Regions from separate parts of the Ovis aries genome. Here region 2 is linked to region 1. A link is a contact called in public Hi-C data. All regions are on one chromosome and are shown on one strand. Each heading gives the region's core, a stretch centred on a gene start, on an enhancer-like site or on the middle of the called end of the contact. The rest is flanking DNA. Distances are from core to core; before and after follow the strand shown.

Region 1 (6,993 bases), core at 3,979-6,478:
GGATTGAACCCGTGTCTCCTGCATCTCCTGCACTGGAGGCGAGTTCTTGACCACTGAGCCAGCAGGGGAGCTCCAAAGCCTTATGAGACACGGCCCCCACTATTTCTACAAGATCATTTCCTGCTGCTTACATGAGCCAGGTATGCTCCTACTCAGGGCCTTTGTGTGCACCGTTTTCCTTGCTGCTGTCTGCACGGCCCACTCCCTCACTGCATTCCTGTTTTTGCTCACCTGTCACCTCAATGAGGCCTCCCCTGGCCATTCTAAAAACTTAGTAACTGTAACGGGCTTCCCCAGTGGCTCAGCAGGTGAAGAATCCAAATGCAGGACCCGTAGGAGACATGGGTTCGATCCTTGGGTTAGAAAGATCCCCTGGAGAAGGAAATGGCAACCCATTCTTGCCAGGAAAACTCCATGGACAGAGGAGCCTGGCGGGCTACAGTCACGGGGTTGCAAAGAGTTGGACACAACTGGGTATGTGGCACCGTTATTTGACCACTCTCAAGTTAAAGTAAAATCCCCCAGCACTCCCCATCCCCATCCTCTGCTGTATTCTTCTCCATGGAACTTCCCAGAATATAACACACTGTATGCTTAACTCATTTACCTTGTTTACTGTTTATCTTCCCCAAAAGGAATATCAGCTTCATGGGAACAGGGATCACTTCTGTCTTGTTCGTGAATACATCTCTAGGACATGAGACATGGTAGGTTCCAAAAAAAAAAAAAAAAAATCTGATGGAGGACTAAAGGAAAGTACCCTTTGTCTGCTTGTTGGACATTTTTACTTCTTTCAGTGGTGGCTTGCTCATGCCATGTGAACATCTATTAGTATCCACAGTGCCCATAAGCCCAAGTACCCAGTAGATCCTTCATCAAAGATTCATTTAAATCACTCTTGCATTTCCAGAACTAACTCACTGGAAAAGACCCTGATGCTGGGAAAGATTGAAGGCAAGAGGAGAAGGGGACGACAGAGGATGAGATGGTTGGATGGCATCATCGACTCGATGGACATGGGTTTGGGTGGACTCCGAGAGTTGGTGATGGACAGGGAGGCCTGGCGTGCTGCGGTTCATGGGGTTGCAAAGTCAGACACAACTGAGCAACTGAACTGAACTGACTGCATTTCCAGAGCTGGCCACGTGGTGGCAGCATGCGCTCAGGCAAGTTTCACTAGCAGCCCCGAGGGTCTCCCACCAATTCCAAAATTGCGGATCCTGGGACATTGGACCTGGAAGCTGTCTGGGATCTAATCTAGGCAGATGGGGAAAGTGAGGCCTGGCAGAGGAGGAGTGGTGGGGGCAGACGTCGGACACAGGAATCAGGACCGATCTGGCTTTTGCACCAAGTTCCCTGTGTTGCCAGGCGCAGTCCTAACCAGCCCTAGGCCTGCAGGCCTGCCTGCTTTGGGAGGTTTCCGGGACATGCAGGGTCAGGTGCTTTGCAGGGCTCAGGGGAGGCCCTTCACTCTCATGTGCTGAGGTGGGCCTGTGTGAGGGGGTGCCGTAGGCCCAGAATGCCCACGAGAGAGGGAGTGGCGTTTCCCCAGTTGACCAGATGAGGGACTGAGGTCTAGAGGGGACCCCAGAGTGCCATGGCCTGGAGGGTAAGAGCAGGAACAGAAGGCCAGCCCCACAGCATCCCAGGTCCAAAGCCTCCAGAGACCGTCTCTCCGGAACCTCTCTGATGCTTCCTCCTTCAGCCTTATTTTTCGACCTGCTGGCTGACTTCTGAGCTCTGCTGAGAACTCCTTGACCACTGTCTGTCAAAGAAGCAACAATGGACACCTTTGGTTTCCTCTTCCTGGAAACAGGGCTAAAGAAAAGCGGCAGAGACCGGGAGAAGGAATCCTGAAAGCAGTCTGGGGGCAGAGGAGGGCACGGACCGAGGCAGGAAAGGGCCTGTTCTTCCCCAGTCGCCCACTGGCTCCTGCCCACCATTCGCAGCCACACGGGCCCAGCCCTCAGCTTCCGGTTTTAAAAGTGAAGCTAGAATTTCGAATTTTGATGTGACATGTCTTGATTTTGTGAAATGTTGGCAACACAGTCATTAAAAAACGAGACAGAAAAAAATCTGAAGCGAATCACTGGGGCGGGGGTCAAACCGACCGCGTCTCTAGGTTGGATCTGGGCGCCGGCTGCCGCCTTGAGACCCTTCCGCGCCCTGGGTTCCTAGGGACACCTACGCCACCGGTACCTGGGAGAGGTCGCCGCGGGAGGTGACAGGTGGGCCCCGCTTTCTGAGCCCTCGCCGCCTGCAGGGCCGCTGGGGCGTGCTCCGGCGCTCTGGACCATAGTGGTTCGGTCACATCACCCCCCTCCTCGGGGAAAGGCTGAGCGCTAGTGGCAGGGCAGCAGGCAGGGCCTGTTGAGCAACCAGCCTTGTGAAAACAAGGGCTTACGTCACCCGGGCAGGCAGCCTCCCTGCAGGACACCTGCGGAGGCGCTGGGGTGGGAATCGCCACTGACTCCAGCGTCGGGGGTGGCAGGGTGGGAAGCCAGGGGCTCAGTGTTTGGTAGGTGACGGCAAGACCCCGATGGGACTGAATCTGTCCTTGGGGGCTGGTCCTGAGGGCCTGGGTGGCCCCTTGGCTCATTGTGTAACCCCCAGCTGCCCTTTTCTGAGCCTCAGTTTTTCCACTCGAAAAATGGGGCTCACATCAGACCCATTATGATTTATTACAAACCCAAAAGGGAAGGCTGGGCTGGGAAGACATTAATCTTTCCCATCCCCAGGGATGTGACCTTGAACAGACACCCTGAGCTCTGCGTGGCCTCAGTTTCCTCATCTGTAAAGTGGGGATGATAATAGGACCTGCTTCTTACCAATGATTAGGAGGATGAAATGAGTTCAGTTCAGTTCAGTTCAGTCGCTCAGTTGTGTCGGACTAGTAGATGCAAAGGGCTTAAAATACGGTTCAGGGAGGGTGAAAGACTGACTGGAGATCACACACGAATCCTTCGATTAGCTGCAGACTCCCCACATCTCACTGCATCTCCCCAGAACCCCGAGAGGCCGGGGCGGGTGCTGAGTCTCAGAGAGGTCACACAGTCCAGTTAATGGGGTGTGGGGGGAACCTCACCATCTCCTCCATCTTCATTTATTGAGCCCTTCCTGTGCCAGGCACTATTCCAGGCACTGGGGGAACAGCAGTGAGCAAAACAGAGCAATCCCTCCCGGAAGTCAGGGAGGGCTTTCAGAGGAGGCCACCTGTGGGCTGAGCCCTGCAGAGCTAGCTGCCTTGGGCAGGGCTGGGGAAAGCCTGTTCTTGGTCCAGAGGTGCAAATGCATCCTGTTCCCCAGTACATTTTGAGCATGCTTGACCCACGATTTCCCATATTTGAGAGCGGGTAGTCTGGAGGGGGACTGAGGCAGACAAGACGAGGATCTTGGTGGCTGGAGATAAGGGCTAGGAAGGAAGTTTGCCAGCAGGTGGGGCTGGGAGGGCCTCTGGGGGCAGTGGCGCTTCAGCTCAGCCCTGAGTGTCCCATTTTGCAGCTTGGGAGTCCTGGCTGCGTGGCCCCAGGGCCTTAGGTCCCTCCCTGGCCCAGAGGCTGCTGGGAAGGCCCAGAAAGCCAGCAGGCTGGGCCAGTGTTTCACTCTGTCCCTCCCTGCCCCCCACCCCCAAGGGCACTCAGAGATGTCATTTCTCCAGCTCTCCGGAGCGGAGGTCACCCCAGCTCAGCAGATAACGCTGAAGGTTGAGCAATGCCCGCCTGCCCGCCAGGGCCAGGGCTGGGGTCAGTGGGTCGGGGGTCAGCACCAGGCAGGCTGGGAGCTCCTGCCTGGGGTGCCGGGGTCTGGGAGTGGCAGAAGGGTAGGCCCAAGGGGCTGCCGAAATGGCCTTGGAATGGTGCAGGAGAGGGCCAGGGCGGCTGGCACCCACTCAGCAGGGAGGGCCTGGGGCCGGCGTTCCCATCCTGGTGGGCCATCTCGTCTCCCTCTCTGTGAACCAAGGGCCGCGAGGGCATCCTCCTGGCAGGGTGAAAAAGCAAGCTCTGGGTCCAGACCCCTCTCACCACACAGCAGGGGCCTGCTAAAAGAGGAGAACTCCTTCCTCCCTTCTGCATGGCCCCCTGGGTCCTGCCTGGACCCCCACCCACCAGCCTCAGATACAGGTGCTTTGGGAGGGGGATGACGAACAGCTCTGAGGGTGCCTGGATAAGGGCTTTTCTTTTGAGAACAGTGGGGAACATGAAGCTGTGTGATCTTGGGTGTGCTGTGGGCCTCTGGGCCTCTTTGTACTGGGAAGAGGCCCTTCTTTCTGATGTGTGTCCCAGAGCGGTGAGCGTTTGGGAGTCTGCGTTGGAGACAGTTAATACAACTAATAAAGATAACAGTAAGGACACCCTCGCAGACTTAAACTTGGAGAAGCCAAGTGACTAGTCCAAGGTCACACAGCGTGTGGTCGGGGGGCACCCCACCCCCGTTCCACCCTCCGGGGAGGGGGCCCCAGGTCAGGGCGGGGTGGGGCTGGAGAAGACCCAGGTGTGGTCCGAGGGGGAGGGAGCAGGCAGGTGCGGGGGGCGGGGCCGGGGGAGGGGCGCTCGCCCCCTTGTTTGCACCTCCCCAAGCCCCCAACCCCAGGTCTTCCTATTTCAGAAGGGGAGTCACCGCAGGTGTGAGTCCCTCCTGTCCAGATCTGGGGAGGGGTGCCAGTTTAGCGGCGAGGCCGCACTCGGGGGAGGGCTGTGGAGGCGGCTCACCCCTCCGGGAGTCCGAGCTGGAGGGGGTTGGGGTCTCCAGCATCCCTGGCTGGGGGGAGAGGGGCGCGCCCCCTCCCTGGAGAGCCAGGTCCGGCGGCCGCGGCTCCCGAAGGCCAGCGCCTCCTCCAGCAGGGGGCGGGCGGCGGCCGCGTTCAGGGTGGGAGCAGACGGCCGCCCGGCCCCCTCCCCGGGTTCCCCCTCCCTTCTCGTCCGCCGGCCGGCCCAGAGGGGGCGGTCCGGGGGCGGGCTCGCGCCTCTCCGCGCTCGCCATCTCGGGGCCGCCGGGTGGGAGTGGACAGGGCGGGGGCCCGAGGCCGCCCCCCACCCCGGCCCCGCAGGCCGGGGGACCCCCGGGGGCGCGCTCCGGGTCTCCAGGCCGGCCCGCCGGCGCCCGGCCGGGGGTCCCGGGCGGCCGCGGCGTGTCCTCTGCGTGCCCGGGGAGGGAGGGGCCGCCGCCGGGCGTGACGCAGCCGTTGCTATGGCCCGCCTTTATAAATAAACGGGCTCGGGAGAAACTTTAGCGAGTCAGAGCCGCGCACGGGACCGGGAAGGGGACCCACCCGAGGGTCCGGCCGGCAGCCCCCCGCACTGATAGCGGCCACCCCGGAGCAGCGGCGGCGGCAGCAGCAGCAGCAGCGGCGGCGACACAGCAGCGACTGTTCGGAGCCGGGAGGCCGCGCCACCTGCGGGCCGGCCGGCGCGGGCAGCCCCAGGCCCCCTCCCCGGGCACCCGCGTTCATGCAACGCCTGGTGGCCTGGGACCCAGCATGTCTCCCCCTGCCGCCGCCGCCGCCCGCCTTTAAATCCATGGAAGTGGCCAACTTCTACTACGAGGCGGACTGCTTGGCTGCTGCGTACGGCGGCAAGGCGGCCCCCGCGGCGCCCCCGGCGGCCAGACCCGGGCCGCGCCCCCCCGCCGGCGAGCTGGGTAGCATCGGAGAGCACGAGCGCGCCATCGACTTCAGCCCCTACCTGGAGCCGCTGGGCGCGCCGCAGGCCCCGGCACCCACCACGGCCACGGACACCTTCGAGGCGGCTCCGCCCGCGCCCGCCCCCGCGCCCGCCTCCTCCGGGCAGCACCACGACTTCCTCTCCGACCTCTTCTCCGACGACTACGGGGGCAAGAACTGCAAGAAGGCGGCCGAGTACGGCTACGTGAGCCTGGGCCGCCTGGGGGCCGCCAAGGGCGCGCTGCACCCGGGCTGCTTCGCACCCCTGCACCCGCCACCGCCGCCGCCGCCGCCGCCGCCGCCGGCGGAGCTCAAGGCGGAGCCGGGCTTCGAGCCCGCGGACTGCAAGCGGAAGGAGGAGGCCGGAGCTCCGGGCGGCGGCGCCGCGGGCATGGCGGCCGGCTTCCCGTACGCGCTGCGCGCCTACCTCGGCTACCAGGCGGTGCCGAGCGGCAGCAGCGGGAGCCTGTCCACGTCCTCGTCGTCCAGCCCGCCCGGCACGCCGAGCCCCGCCGACGCCAAGGCACCCCCGGCCGCCGCCGCCTGCTACGCGGGGGCGGCGCCGGCGCCCTCGCAGGTCAAGAGCAAGGCCAAGAAGACGGTGGACAAGCACAGCGACGAGTACAAGATCCGGCGGGAGCGCAACAACATCGCGGTGCGCAAAAGCCGCGACAAGGCCAAGATGCGCAACCTGGAGACGCAGCACAAGGTCCTGGAGCTCACGGCCGAGAACGAGCGGCTCCAGAAGAAGGTGGAGCAGCTGTCGCGCGAGCTCAGCACCCTGCGGAACTTGTTCAAGCAGCTGCCCGAGCCCCTGCTCGCCTCCTCCGGCCACTGCTAGCGCGGCCCCCGTGCGCGTCCCCCGCGGCCGGCCGGCCGGCCCCCGCGCTGCCGGGCGCGCCGCGGCCGCCGAGACTCCGGGGAGCGCCCGCGCGCCCGCCCGCGCCCCTGGCGGCGCCGGCAGAACTTTGGCACTGGGGCACTGGGCAGCGCGGGGAGCGCGTCGGTAATTTTAATATTTTATTATATATATCTATCTATATTTTTGTCCACACCAGCCGCACGTGCAGACGGGGCGCCCGCCCGTGGTGTTATTTAAAGAAGAGATGTCTATGTGTACAGATGAATGATAAACTCTTGCCTCTCATTCTGCCCACCCCCCCTCTCTGGGCGCCGGCGGGCGGGCCGGTTTCGAAGTTGATGCAATCGGTTTAAACATGGCTGAACGCGTGTGTACACGGGACTGACGCAACCCACGTGTAACTGTCAGCCGGGCCCTGAGTAATCGCTTAAAGATGTTCCTACGGGGTTGTTGCTGTTGATGTTGTTTTTTG
Region 2 (7,651 bases), core at 1,206-3,705, 150 kb after region 1:
GACCCCTTCCACACTACTACAGCAAAGCGGATGCAAGTGAGACACGAGCAAGAACTGTCTTCTGACCCTTCAGGGTACCCAGAGGTGGCCAGACCCCCAAACCCCTCAGGGCAAACCTTGCTGCCACCCACAGGCCCTATCCAGCCCAGGAATATGTTTGGTTTGGCCCTTGATGTAATTTAAAAAAATGTGAATCAGTTACCAACATTCAAGATACCAGGAAAGTTGATGTAAAATCCATTTTTCTGACTTCTCTTAAGAAACAGGAATCTCAGGCTGTGCGGGGTCCGCTTTCCTGCAGGGCGTGGAGAAGCTGGAGGGGGTCATGGTTCCCCTTTCAGAGCAGCACAGAGCAGATATTTTCTTCTTCCTCCCAGTCCCTGCTCAGCCCACTTTTCTCATACACATTGCCTACCAGGGTCTTGAAGTATGAGTAGGAGTTCACCAGACAAAGGTGTGGAAAAGCATTCTGAGAAAAAGAAGAGCATGTCTTTGCGATATATCTCTTTAAGATTCACCCAATAAGAATGTATTGAATACTTACTGTACACTCTGGGGCATAGAGCAGGAAACTGACTAGATAAGGATCCCTGCCCACTTTGAGCTCATTACTGCAGACAGCAGCTCTCAGCTGGGTACTATTATGTCACCCAGGGACGCTTGGCAATGTTTGAGGCCTTTGTGGTGTCATAACAAATGTGGGTGGGGGGAGGGGATGCTACTGCCATCAGCGGAGAGAGGCCAGGGGTGCTGCTGAACCAATCATGGCACGCCCAGGACACCGCTTCACAGCAAAGAATGATTTGACCTCAAATGTTCAGAGTGCCAAGACTGAGAAACCCTGGTTTAGCGGGAAATAGTAAACTAAACGAGCCAAGGAACACATCACCTGAAGTCAGGTGGTGCTGAAAGTTTTCTGATGAAACTGATCAGATTGCGGCAGTGGGGATCAGGAGGTGGGTATACGGCTGCCTAGGGGAGGATCTGTTTGCACAGAGACCTAAGGATGAGAAGGAGCAGGTCATGAAAAGATCGGGGTGCCCCCAGCAGGGTGACCCCAGATGGTAGTTGCTCCCTGAGCGACAGCTCCTCCCCTTTCCGCGCTGCTTGTCACCTTAGCCTCACTTCTGGGGCTGGGGTCAGTGGTCCGGTTGCCACTTTACCAACAAAGGACCCTGGCTGGATGTCACAAGCCTCTAAGAGGCTGGCCCAGGCCACCCGACCACTCTGAGCTGCTGTCCTTGGAGTGCCTGGAGGGCATGATGGGCACTGAATTGCCTTCTTTCGTTCATTCATTGAGTCAGTTCAGTCACTCAGTCGTGTCTGACTCTTTGTGACTCCATGAACTGTAGCACGCCAGGCTTCCCTGTCCTTCACCAACTCCTGGAGCTTACTCAAACTCATGTTCATTGAGTCTGTGATGCCATCCAACCATCTCGTCCTCTGTTGTCCCTTTCTCCTCCTGCCCTGAATCTTTCCCAGCATCAGGGTCTTTTCAAATGAGTCAGTTCTTCGCACCAGGTGGCCTAAGTATTGGAGTTTCAGCTTCAGCATCAGTCCTTCCAATGAACACTTAGGACTGATTTCCTTTAGGATGGACTGGTTCGATCTCCTTGCTGTCCAAGAGACTCTTAAGAGTCTTCTCTGACACCACAGTTTTCATTCAGGCAGTCAGTAAACATCTACGAGGCCCATGTGGCCCAGCAAGCTCAGGAGCACATAGTAGGTCCACAGGAAATAGTGTCAAACAAATGAAAGGAAGGTACCAATGAATAAAGGAGCCCTCGTCCATGTAAGATAATGGATCGTGGCCAGCACTGATTGGGTGCCTGCTGTGTGCCAGACCCACCCCCAGCTGGAGTGGACACCAGCTCGGTGGAAGGGACCGTGATCATCCCCACTCCGTGGTGAGAAGGCTGAGGTCTGGAGGGGACGCTGATCGCTCAAGGCCTTGTAGCCAGGAAGCCGCAGGGCTGGTCCTGGAGCCCAGGCCTCCCGGTTCCTAGGCTGCACCCCCTGCCTTGGCATTCTGTATGCTCTGCCTCCATTTGCTATCCTCCCAACCCTATGAGGCAGCTGGTGGCATTATCCCACCTTATGGATGAGGCACGGGAGCTCAGTGAGGCGGAGTGACTCACCTGGGGTCACACAGCATGGGTGTTCAATCTACGTTCCACACTTTGGGCCACCAAGCCCTGCCCCTGGTAACCCTGACTCCCCCCTGAGGAGGGTTAATGAGACCCACAGGGGAGGTGGGCCGGAGGGTTAGGCCCCTTGGGGTCTGTAGGACCGGGCTGGAGGCTCTGGAGGAGGTGGGGTCCGGGGTGGGCGGATGGGAGCAGGTGGGCCTGGGGAGCCGCCAGCCTTCCGCCCCCACACTCGGGCGCAGCCGCTGGGAGGGCTGTGGAGAGTCTGCCCGTCGTGTGCGGCAGCCTGACAATGGCTCCTTGTGTCTGCGCGGCGGGAGGGGAGGGGCACCATTGTTCTCGGGGACACCTTGCTGCCAGGGCTGGCTGTGGGCAGTCCCCGGCCCAGGACACTTGGCACAGGGCTGTTCCGGGCACCTGAGGGAGATGTGTGCCCGCACCTGTGTGTGTGTGTGTGTGCTGGTGGAGCGTGAGTGTGTGCACAGAGGGGCACGTGTGCCTGACACCGTCGCTGAGTGCGCACAGGCATGCCTTGCACGCTGAGGCGCTGTGTCTGAGCAGGCTTGCGGCTCCCTGTGTCTGCCGCGGCCCAGCGTGCCTTCCTGGGTGTGTCTGCAGCAGGGTGAGCATCCGCCTCTGGCTGCGTCCCTGGCGCCGTCTATCTGGTGTGTGTCGAGAGAGGCTGCCTCCTCTGTCAGCGTCTCCGTCTCCATCTGGGTGTCTTTGCATCTCGATGCCAAGGGGACAGCAGAGCTCTGGCTTTCAGGTGAGGGCCGAGTCCTGTTTGTTGCCCATCTGTGCGGAATGGGGTTCCAGGCAAAGGGGGTGCAGGCGAAGAGCCGGAGGCAGGCCTGCACCAGGGCATGGGCAGAAGCAGCTGGCGGCCAGGGCGCCGCAGCAGGGAGAGCGAGCAGAGAGCACCCCAGCAGGGAGAGCAGCTGGAACTTTGTTCCTAGTGCAGTGGAGCCATCAGGGTGTTCGTGCTGGGGAGTGACGAGGTCTATTATGGAGGTGCCCCTGGTAGAGGATAGATTGCAGGGCAAGTATGAAAGCTGCTGGGGGTCACCCTGGGGTGCCCCCACTCTAGGCAAGAACTGCAGCTCCAGTGGAACTGAAGAATTTATTTACAGGGCAGCAGTGGAGAAACAGACATCGAGAATAGACTTATGGACATGGGGAGAGGGGAGGAGAGGGCGAGATGCACGGAAAGAGGAACATGGAAACTCACATCACCATATGTAAAATAAACAGCCAATGGGAATTTGCTGTAGGTCTCAGGAAACTCAAACGAGGACTCTGGATCAACCTAGAGGGGCAGGATGGGGAGGAAGATGGGAGGGAGGTTCGAAAGGGAGGGGATATATGTATACCTATGGCTGATTCATGCTGAGGTTTGACAGAAAACAGCAAAATTCTGTAAAGCAATTATCCTTCAATAAAACATAAATTAATTAAAAAAAAAAAAAAAGGAATTGCAGCTCCCCGTTTTGCAGAAGTGCAAAGTGAGGCCCAGGCAGGAGAAATACCTTCCAAGGCTGCACATCTGGGAGCTGGTCTTGGCGGCCTTTCCTCCCTGAGCCCCTTCCTGTCCCATGGCTATGCGGGTGCCTGTGCTAAAGGCAGGGGACTAGGCTCCTCATCATCTCAGGAGCCAGGACTCTGGAGCCACCGGGCTTGGGTTCAAATCCTATCTCTGACGCTTAAGAGCTGTGTGACCTTGGGCAAGTCGCACAGCCTCTCTGGGCCCCAGTTTCCTCATCTGCAAAATGCGGGTGATGACAGCACTCACCTGTAAAGTGTGATGCCACTGATGACCCTCCCCATTACAGGATCCCTCTCTACTTAGTTTTTCTCCAAGCTACTTATCACCTTCTAATACACATGAAAATGTGTTAGCCACTCAGTTACATTCGACTCTTTGCAACCCCACGGACTGTGACCCGCCAGGCTCCTTGACTCCATGGGATTCTCCAGGCAAGAATACTGGAGTGGGTTGCCATTTCCTTCTCCAGGGGATCTCCCCGACCCAGGGAGCAAACCCAGGTCTCCTGCAGTGCAGACAGTTCATCACCATCTGAGCCACCAGGGAAGCTGCACACAGGACATGTTATATTAATTTGTCACGGCACTAGAGTGTCATTTCCAGGAAAGCAGGAGGTTTGGGTGTTTGGGTCATTACTAATAACCAGAACACTGTTGGTGCTCAGTGAACTTTTGTCAAATGAATGAAGCCAGGTAATTGGTATGAGATACTGGACTAGGGCCTGGCACATGGGTGGAACATGAGTGTAGCTGTAATTATTAACTTGGGAATGGGCTTGGACATGGGTATTTGGAAGCACAGAAACCCAGGCAGCATACCTAGGAATTAGGGTCCCAGTCTCTTTTCTGCCATTTGTCCTGCACATCTGATCTGCTGAACCCAGTAGTTCCTGTCTATTTTTTTTTTTTTTTGGCCACACCACACAGCTTGTGGGATCCCAGTTCCCCGACCAAGGATCAAACTTGTGCCCTCTGCAGTGGAAGTATGGCGTCTCAACCGCTGGACCACCAAGCAAGTTGGATTTTTTCTGTCTTTAGTACCCATGGCTCGCAGTGGGTTGGCTCCTGCGGGTACTGGGCGCTGGTGAACATCCCCGAGTACTGGAGCCCCACCACCCCACTTCCCAGGGCCCCTCTCCCCCTCTGGGTAACACTAAGCAGAGCCCCCTCGTTCGCGGGGAAGCGGGGTAAGCCAGCTGGCAGCTGTGGCGAAAATGTCCCCTGACCGCACTCCTGGCACAAAGAGCCGCTGGGCAAATATTTGTCAAGTCCACATGCTTTGTCGAAGAGATGGCTTCGTGATCTTTCAGTCTGTCGAGGCAAGAATGAAGGGAGACCGCCAAGACCAAATGGATGACATAGTGACCTCTCAAGGTCATCGTGTCCAGCCCCCTGCCACCTGCACTCAGTGTCCCTGCATCCTGAGGAGGGCCAGGAGCTGGAGAGGGGCCCGGGAGCTGGAGAAGGGACCAGGCCCGTCCCTGCCTTGCCTTCCACGTTTGTCCTGACTCCTGGCCCGGGGCACTCGGTGGGCACCACACAGGTCAATAGAAGCGGGATGTGGGGCTGGCCGGGGTGGCCACAGTCCCTTCCTCGGGAACCAGCTGGGGCCCTGCTCAGCCTAACTGGACAGCTTGGGGTCCGCCCACGGGCCCCCATCCTATCCTCAGGCCCCATCAGGGTTCAGGCCTCTATCTCACGGTTCTCCATTCACACCCCCTCGTCTGCTAAGCACCCTACTACGTGCCATCTTCCCTGGGGACTGTGAAAAGGCCTCGAGTACAGAATGTTTGCAGAATGCAGCGGAGGGTGGTGGGGCTGGAGCTGAGTGAGCCCGGGAGAGCTGAGGGAGGAGGTCAAAGGGGTCACGGGGTCAAAGGGTACAGGGCCTCCAGGCCAGGGAATTTTGGGTTTCCTTCTGGGGCGATGAAGTCCCCCTGGAGGGCTCCGGGCAGGACAGTGTCGGAAGTGCCTTTCAATTCCTGTAACAAAAGGGGCTTTGTCTCTTTGAAGGATCCGCCAGGCTGCTCTGAGAGAATACACGGGGGTGGGGTGGGAGAGACAGGGTGCAGATGGGGGTTGGGGGGTAACACCACCCAGGGTGATGGGCACAGGGGTGGTGAGAAGTGGCATTCAGGGTGTATTTTGAAAGTCAGAGCCAACGGCACTGCCTGCAAGGGCTGTAGGGGTCACAGAGCAAAGAGAGGCTAGCAGGCCAGCTCTAGGCTTTCTGGTCCAAGTAACTGGGAGGCTGGAGGGACCATTTTCCGTTCCTGGGAGGCGGGAGCAGATACTGCTGTCGGTTTAGGGAACATGACTGAGTTGAGGAGCTTTGTGGGCAGATGAGTGAGGAAAGCCACGGCCTGCCACCTCTCCGAGGCCTTTGTCCCGCCCCAGTGCCCGGTACCTGCACCAGGACAATTGTGACAGCCACCCAAGGTTCCTCCCTGCTCCATAGTTCATCTTCAGGAAGCACAACTCTGGAACTCCCCAGGTGGTGCCGTGGTTAAGAATCTGCCCTGCAGTGCCGGGGACCCAGGTTCGATCCCTAGTGGGTGAATTAAGATCCCACATGCATCAGAGCTTCCCTGGTGGCTCAGCTGGTAAAGTCTTGCCTGCAATGCAGGAGACCCTGATTCGATTCCTGGGTTGGGAAGATCTGCTGGAGACAGGGTACGCTATCCACTCCAGTATTCTTGGGCTTCCCTTGTGGTAAAGAATCTGCCTCCAATGTGGGAGATCTGGGTTCAATCCCTGGGTTGGGAAGATCCCCTGGAGAAGGGAAAGGCTACCCACTCCAGTATTCTGGCCTGGAGAATCCATACAGTCCATGGGGTCACAAAGAGTCAGACAAAACTGAGCGACTTTTACTTTATGCCTCGGAAAACTGAATCCGCATGCTCCAGAGCCTGTGTGCCACAACTAGAGAGACCGTGTGTGTGTGTGTGTGTGTGTGTGTGTGAGAGAGAGAGAGAGAGAGTCACTCATTCATGTCTGACTCTTTGTGACCCTGTGGCTATAGCCCACCAGGCTCCTTTGTCCATGGACTTCTCCAGGCAAGAATAGTGGAGTGGGTTGCCATTTCCTCCTCCAGGGGATTCGTGTGATGCAACAGAAAAGTCCCACCGAAGGTCCTGCATGCTGCAACTAAGACCGGGCACAGCCCGGTCTAATGTTTAAATGAGTAAACATTAAAAATAAAAAGAAAGCACAACTCTGGATCACATCTCTGCTCTAGAACTATCAATGGCTCCCCACTGCCACCTGGATAAAGTCCAAAAGCTTCAGTTGGGTTGACCCATCTACCCTGACTTCTGCAGCTTCGTCCCCTATGTGGAAATCAAGTGGATGGCTCTTGGTTCCTCAAACACACCTCGTCCTGTCCCACCTCCTCAGCCTTACCGAAGCTGTTCCCGCCAGCTGAGTACCGCTTCTCTCCTCAGGGATGAGTGTAAAGGTCTTGCCTCCCATGTCTGTAGCCCTTTGTTCATTTCTTTCTCCTGGGACATATCACACAGTGCCTTTTAAAAATAACTTTAGTTTCATTTATCTAGTCAAGGCTTTGGTTTTTCCTGTGGTCATGTATGGATGTCAGAGTTGGACTGTGAAGAAGGCTGAGCGCCGAAGAATTGATGCTTTTGAACTGCGGTGTTGGAGAAGACTCTTGAGAGTCCCTTGGACTGCAAGGAGATCCAACCAGTCCATTCTGAAGGAGATCAGCCCTGCGATTTCTTTGGAAGAAACGATGCTAAAGCTGAAGCTCCAGTACTTTGGACACCTCATGTGAAGAGTCGACTCATTGGAAAAGACTCTGATGCTGGGGGGGATTGAGGGCAGGAGGAGAAGGGGACGACCGCGGATGAGATGGCTGGATGGCATCACTGACTCGATGGACGTGAGTCTGAGTGAACTCCGGGAGATGGTGATGGACAGGGAGGCCTGGCGTGCTGCGATTCATGGGG

Evidence for each region. A called contact is a pair of places that touch in the nucleus more often than the background predicts.
Region 2: a contact with region 1 is called in a Hi-C map of hypothalamus, with 2.6 times the contacts expected there. The contact joins the enhancer-like site here to the promoter of CEBPB in region 1. A contact is called at or near these places in 3 of 16 Hi-C or Micro-C datasets (blood and hypothalamus).

The regions. Positions count from the first base shown.
Region 1 is chr13:78,221,754-78,228,746 of ARS-UI_Ramb_v3.0, forward strand. It overlaps CEBPB (CCAAT enhancer binding protein beta), which reads left to right and starts at 5,229. Exons shown (of 1, transcript XM_004014883.5): 1 at 5,229-6,993. The coding sequence starts at 5,448. The coding sequence ends at 6,500.
Region 2 is chr13:78,374,421-78,382,071 of ARS-UI_Ramb_v3.0, forward strand. No RefSeq gene overlaps it. Among named protein-coding and RNA genes, the nearest start is that of CEBPB, 150 kb to the left of the region's middle. Within about 2 kb of position 2,456, at least 12 of the 54 cell types and tissues checked have an H3K27ac peak or open chromatin away from gene starts, as enhancers often do. A contact at or near this core is called in hypothalamus, where this site is marked.